2 separate regions of the Mus musculus genome follow, and region 2 is linked to region 1. A link is a contact called in public Micro-C data. All regions are on one chromosome and are shown on one strand. The core of a region is the stretch at or near the end of the contact, and the rest is flanking DNA. Distances in the headings are between cores, read along the strand shown.

Evidence for each region. Hi-C and Micro-C count contacts between places; a contact is called where the count stands out from the background.
Region 2: a Micro-C map of embryonic stem cells shows a contact between it and region 1, with 4 times the contacts expected there. The contact joins the promoter of Kcnma1 here to the promoter of A330001L22Rik in region 1. A contact is called at or near these places in 2 of 39 promoter capture datasets (both in embryonic stem cells), 6 of 484 Hi-C or Micro-C datasets (all in embryonic stem cells), 4 of 115 datasets of contacts at active chromatin or transcription factors (astrocytes, embryonic stem cells and forebrain) and 1 of 9 other capture datasets (embryonic stem cells).

Annotation. Positions count from the first base shown.
Region 1 is chr14:21,987,864-21,990,747 of GRCm38.p6, reverse strand. A330001L22Rik (a long non-coding RNA gene) reads right to left here and starts at 1,273. Exons shown (of 2, transcript XR_001781181.2): 1 at 1-1,273. Zfp503 (zinc finger protein 503) reads left to right here and starts at 1,147. Exons shown (of 3, transcript NM_145459.3): 1 at 1,147-1,723; 2 at 2,464-2,884.
Region 2 is chr14:24,002,687-24,005,594 of GRCm38.p6, reverse strand. It overlaps Kcnma1 (potassium large conductance calcium-activated channel, subfamily M, alpha member 1), which reads left to right and starts at 1,390. Exons shown (of 28, transcript NM_001253364.1): 1 at 1,390-1,847. The coding sequence starts at 1,470. 4930519K11Rik (RIKEN cDNA 4930519K11 gene) reads right to left here and starts at 604. Exons shown (of 3, transcript NR_131107.1): 1 at 458-604; 2 at 141-300.

The DNA of each region.
Region 1 (2,884 bases), core at 24-2,523:
CTTGAACTGCCCAGCGCAATGAGAAAACTACTGGAATTGGAGGAAAAGAGACAAACTGAGCCTAGAAACTGAACCCCCGGAGCGAAGAGGACACCCTAGGCCCGCGCTTGCTCCTGCTCTCCTCAGTTCTGTCCACAGCGTCAACTCTCACTCTCCAGGCCTATGAAAGAGGCCAATATGGCAGGTGGCCCAAGGCCTAGCTTCCTATGCTAGGACCACAGGAGCTGACCAGAGGGTGACACCTTTAGAGCCATACAGTGGGAGACACCGGCAGGCACTAACACCCCGCAGGCTGCAAGCAGCTTCAGAGACCTTACCCGGCAGAGTTTGGGGTTGCCATTCTGCCAAAACGTAAGCTGGACTTCTTACTCCAGAGATCATTCAGGCACCTTCACAAAGGTGCCTGTGATCTTGCCATAGTCTCACAAATTTACCTTTCTCAATTGTCGCAGGAGGATCACAAACAGCCAATGTTCTTAACACACACACACACACACACACACACACACACACACACACCAGCCCCAGCCGCTCTTCTTTCCAAATTACCATTAATCGAGTTACCATCCCATTAACTTTGCCAACCTAAGGAATCAAGGAATAAAATCAAAACTCTGTGAAAGAATACTTACGAGAAAATTATATAACTCACCCCCACCCCAGAAAGTTCTCGTTATCCGCGTGGACAGAAACAGAAGGGAAGGGGGACTGGGATGGTAGGAAAGAAATAGGCTGGCAAACAGAAGGAAAAGTCCCCTGAGCGTGCCCGGTTCAGCTCAGGGTGCGCGGTGGTCCGAACCCGGTCTCCAGGCTGGGCCCCCGCCCCTGCGCAGGGCGCAGATCGGCTCCTGGCTCCCAGCTCTCCCAGCCCCACCATTTATCAAAAGGACTTGACAACAAAAGAAGAGCTCTGCGGAAAAGTGGGGGGAGGGGAAATTCAAAGTCTCCCAAGTCCCTCCGAGCAAGGGGGTGTGTCCTCTTCTCACCCCCTTCTACTTTCTACGAGTTTCTGGGAGTAACCCCGGAGCGGACGTTATGGAAGTCGCCCAGCGGCACAGGAGTGCATACGCACTGTGCACCCAGATCCAGGTACAAGTCAGCATGCACAGCGCCTCCCCTCTTCTTTCCAAACAGCCCGAGCGACGGCGCAAATCGAGGGGAACGCCGAAGTCCCGCTCCGCTTCCCTGGAAGAACCGGTTTCCACAGGCAGCCGCCCCTCCCTCTCGCGTTCCTTCCCTCTCCTCTCCCCGCATAGGTCAGTCCTGTCTGGATGGTCTACATCATGCCGTCCAGCAGCCCGATTAAGTCCCGGCTCCCAGGACTGTCGGGATGGCCAGCGGAGGGTAGTGGCGAAGGACCCGGGAGAGGAGGAGAGCGAGCCTGAGACCTGTTTGCCTATGCACATGGTCAGGCCTCTTCTCTTGAGCTATTCAACTCTCGCTACGAACACGGGTCACAGAATTAAGGAGGTTTATTCTACAAGTAACCTCCAGAACTCGGGCTATATTTGATGGCATGGCTCTTTGGAAAGAAATTCCCGAGTCTGGGGTGGGAACACTACCGAGGTCGACAACTGGACATCCTCAAGTTACATTCCCGGGAGGGATTATGCCAGAGAGGCGGGAAACCTCCGCGTTAGACGTCGCCTCCAGCGTCGTTCTTAGGTACTCAGCAGACCCGAACTGGGCGACCCGGATTGACCGAAGCACCCAAAGGTAGAAGGTGTGTCTGTCTCCACAACCCCAAGAGGGAGTGAGCACATCCCAGGCCGGTGCTCCAGACTAGGAGTCCTGGGTGCACCTGCGCACTTTACTCTCACTATTTCATTTTCCTGACTGTGGACGCCCCTTTCCCCTCTTTCTTTTTCTTACACACCCTCCACACACACAAACACACACACAGGTGCCAGGAGGCTGCTGCTCTTTCCCCCTCCTTCAGTTTCTTCTCGGTCTCTTCCTTCCTCTGTCTCACTCTAGGTCTCTCTTTTTCCCTTCAAGTCTCACCCGCCTTGTAATCAGCAACAAAAGCTGACATAAATCACGGGCAGATTGACAAGAGCTGACAAATAACTGATTGATTGCGGTCGAGGCACATTGACAATTGATGGAGGGGTGGAGATGCCCAGAGAAACAGGGGGTGCGGGGGGGGGGGAGAGTAGCAAGACGAAAGCAAGAATGGGGGGGGGGCTGAAGTGTGAAACAGGGGAAACATGTGACCCCCCGCTCAAGCCCCAATCTGAGCGTCCTTCGGTGTCACGTGACCGGGAAGGGCGGAGAGCCCGGCGCACGTCGCGAGGACGAGCAGCCACCGCCTCCGTTGCCCTTCTAGCTTCTGGTTTCTCTGCTGCTGAACCTCTGGAAATCCAAGCGGGCGGGCAGACTTTCTGCAGCATCGACTTTCCTTACCCGGGTGGCCGCGCCACGCAAAATCTTAATTTCTGAAAAGATTTTTTTTGTATACAGGCTCCCACTCATCCCTGGAGTTGACTGTTCAGCAGGTATCCACATTACCGCCTGCGTTTCTTCTCCCGAAGTCTGTTAACACTCCCTCCCTCCAAAGGTTTCAGTTTGTTTTCCTGCTGGGAAAACGAAGAACGACGAAGAGAAAAAAGAAGGAAGGCGGTAGATGACAAACGTAGAATAAATGTCCATCTCGTCCGGGTAGCGAAATCGAGGGAGGGGACAAGCCGAGGGGCGGCGAAGAGGGAGCTGCCCATTAAAACCAGCTCTGAGATTCCTGGCGGTGGCGGCGGCGCGGGACGCGTCACATCCCCTTGACCCTCCAATCACCTCGGGCTCCCATTTGATTGGAAGGCGGCAAAGGCTTTAATCTCCCCCTCGGTGCAGCTGCTTTTGAAGTGAGTTTCCTCGCCAGAGCCCGGGC
Region 2 (2,908 bases), core at 141-2,640, 2.0 Mb before region 1:
GAGTCTAAAGAACTAGGAAGCAGCCCTTTAAGAAACCTCCTTTTCTACCCAGTTTGTTCCACACCAACCACCAGGCTGCTGTCATCTTTGCTTAATAAGGAAACAACAAACAAACAAACAACAACAACCAACAAACCCACCTGCAGCTGTCAGAGGTCACAGACTACCAACAGACTTCCAGATGCCCCAGTTGTTCATCAGCAACTCACAACGTGGCATCTTGGAAACGAAAGAGTGAACTCTCTGTCAGCAGGTGTACTGTACTGGCTAGGGTCTTCCTTAGTCTCCAAGCCTTAGAATCTAGGGGCAATAAGTCCACTGAATCTAGCTGACAACCAGCCACTCCTCTCCCTATTAGGGGCCCCTTTGGGAAAACCGGCCTACCCCAGACACCTGGTGGTTTCCCCTTCTGGTACCCTGCTGAGCCTAGAGGGGCGCAACACCTGCAAAGTCCTACCTCTAGGCTGGTGGCGCTATACTCTACATCCTGGAAGATGGGGGGCCGCATGCCCCACCACTGCCAAATGACCTGCTGCCCCTACACAGCCCCAAGCCGAGGCGAGTTAGCCCGGTAAGCCTCCTCCCCTCCCGCTTCGGGCTGTTTGAGCCCGCGCCCGCTCCAGTTGCTGCAGCTGCCACTGCTGGCGGCTGCGGGGCGCGCGGGGCGCGCGCCGAAGAGGCTCGGGCTGCGAGAACGGGGACGAGGAGGAGCCCGAGGAGGCAAGGAGGAAGAAGCGAGCGGAGGCCGAGGAAGCTCAGGGTCACAGAGACCCGGCCCGAAGGGGTCCCGCAGAGCATCGGCTAGCTGGCCGCGGAGGCAGGGCAGACCGCCGCAACCAACCTGCCGCGGCCCCGCGAGCACAGGAGGCGGCGATCCAGGAGCGGAGCGCAGCCCCGGGGAGGAAGGGTGGCGCGGGCACGCCCGGTCGGGAGGGCGCGGATTCTCCGATCCTAAGGAGCTGTCGCCTCATCACCCGAGAGAGCTGTGCGGGGACGGGCGGGAGACCCCGGGCCCGGGCGCAGCGCACACGCGTGGCGCACGCCAGGCGGGCCGGGCGGCGCCGAGGGTACGCGGGATCGCGCTCACGGAGCTTCGGGAGGCACAGACCCCGGGCGCGGACCGCCCGCGGCGCCCCCTGGGCTCTCGGTGCTCCGCGCAGCCCCGGGGGCGATCGGGGCCGGGGTCGGGGAGTGGGAGCCACCCTCCCTCATCCCCTCCCCCCCCCGGGCCGGCCGGCAGCCCGGGGGAGGGCGGGCGGCGGCGCTTGGCTGTATATATCTCCGCACACCCTGCCAGGTCGCGCACAGCGCCCCGAGCCCAGGCGCCTCCCCGCCCCCCTCCCGGCGCTCCGCGGCGGCGGCGGCAGCGGCAGCAGTAGCAGCAACATGGCTGTTGATGGGTGTTCGGGGTGGCGCTGGCGGCGGGAGGAGCTCCCTCGAGCCCCTGCGCCTGCCGCCCATTGCTAGCTATGGCAAACGGTGGCGGCGGCGGCGGCGGCAGCAGCGGCGGCGGCGGCGGCGGCGGCGGAGGCAGCGGTCTTAGAATGAGCAGCAATATCCACGCGAACCATCTCAGCCTAGACGCGTCCTCCTCCTCCTCTTCCTCCTCCTCTTCTTCTTCTTCCTCCTCCTCTTCCTCCTCGTCCTCGGTCCACGAGCCCAAGATGGATGCGCTCATCATACCGGTGACCATGGAGGTGCCGTGCGACAGCCGGGGCCAACGCATGTGGTGGGCTTTCTTGGCCTCCTCCATGGTGACTTTCTTCGGGGGCCTCTTCATCATCTTGCTCTGGCGGACGCTCAAGTACCTGTGGACCGTTTGCTGCCACTGCGGGGGCAAGACGAAGGTAACGCGCGCCCCGGGCGCCCGCCCCTGCGCCATCCCAGCCGTTTCTCGGCGTCCCCCGCAGCCCACCTCTTAGCTCCGCACTGTGTCTTGCCTCCTGCTGTCCCTGCCAGCCTTGTCCCCGCCGCTTGCCCTTCCCTCCCCTCTCCTTGTGCCCTCGGATTGTGCGCCAGGGGTGAGGAGTTGACCCCAGCAGGTGCGCTCCAGGACGCAGACCCCCGCTTTAGTTCTCTGTTTATTGTAGGGCTATTGGTGACTATGGCCGGACCCGGGTTGGGGGGACATGTGTCTCTTGGGCACGTTGTTGCGGAGTGTGGAGAAGGAACCTTGCAGGGACACAGGAAGCTGAAAGACCCTGGGTGCGTGCGGGACACCACTCACTGGCTGCGGCCAGACTCCTCACGGTGGACTAGTTGGGACAGATCAGCTCATACTTTTGTTGTTGTTGTTGTTGTTGTTGTTGTTGAGGAAATCAGTTCCTGGGGTCCCAAAGAAGGGGGAATCCTTTGAGCTAGGGAGAAAATCTTTTGCATCTGGGAATTCTGGGGGGGAAATCATGGAGAAAGTGGGGGCCCACGGATCAATAAAAAGTTGGGAAGACCCATCCTAGAATGGGGTCAATCTATGGAGAGTCACTTTCTAAAAGTGGCATGGTTGCAAGTCTGATGTCACCGCCCACTCCATCCCTTACATTTTCTTTGTGGAACATTACCCTACCCCAAGTACTTTTGCCACCTCTACACTCCCCTCCCAGGCCATCAACTTTGGATCCCCACAAATACAGCCAGCAGCTCCAATCTGTAGCACCAGGGCTGCACTCCTAAGAGTCCAAGGGACCTCTGCTTCACTAAGCCCCCTTTTGGCACTTGATGTGGCTAGAAGTCGTCTTAAGCTATTCCTGGCAGAGTCGCCCACAGTGTTAGGACTCACATCTCAGATGTGTGGTTGCTAGGCTTTACTCCTGGGCTGTGGCCATCTCCCTAGAGGGGTCCCTGCCCACCACCTAGCACTTGCTGGGGGGCGGTGGACCGGGGGTGGGCAATGTTTGAGCGAGAACTACAG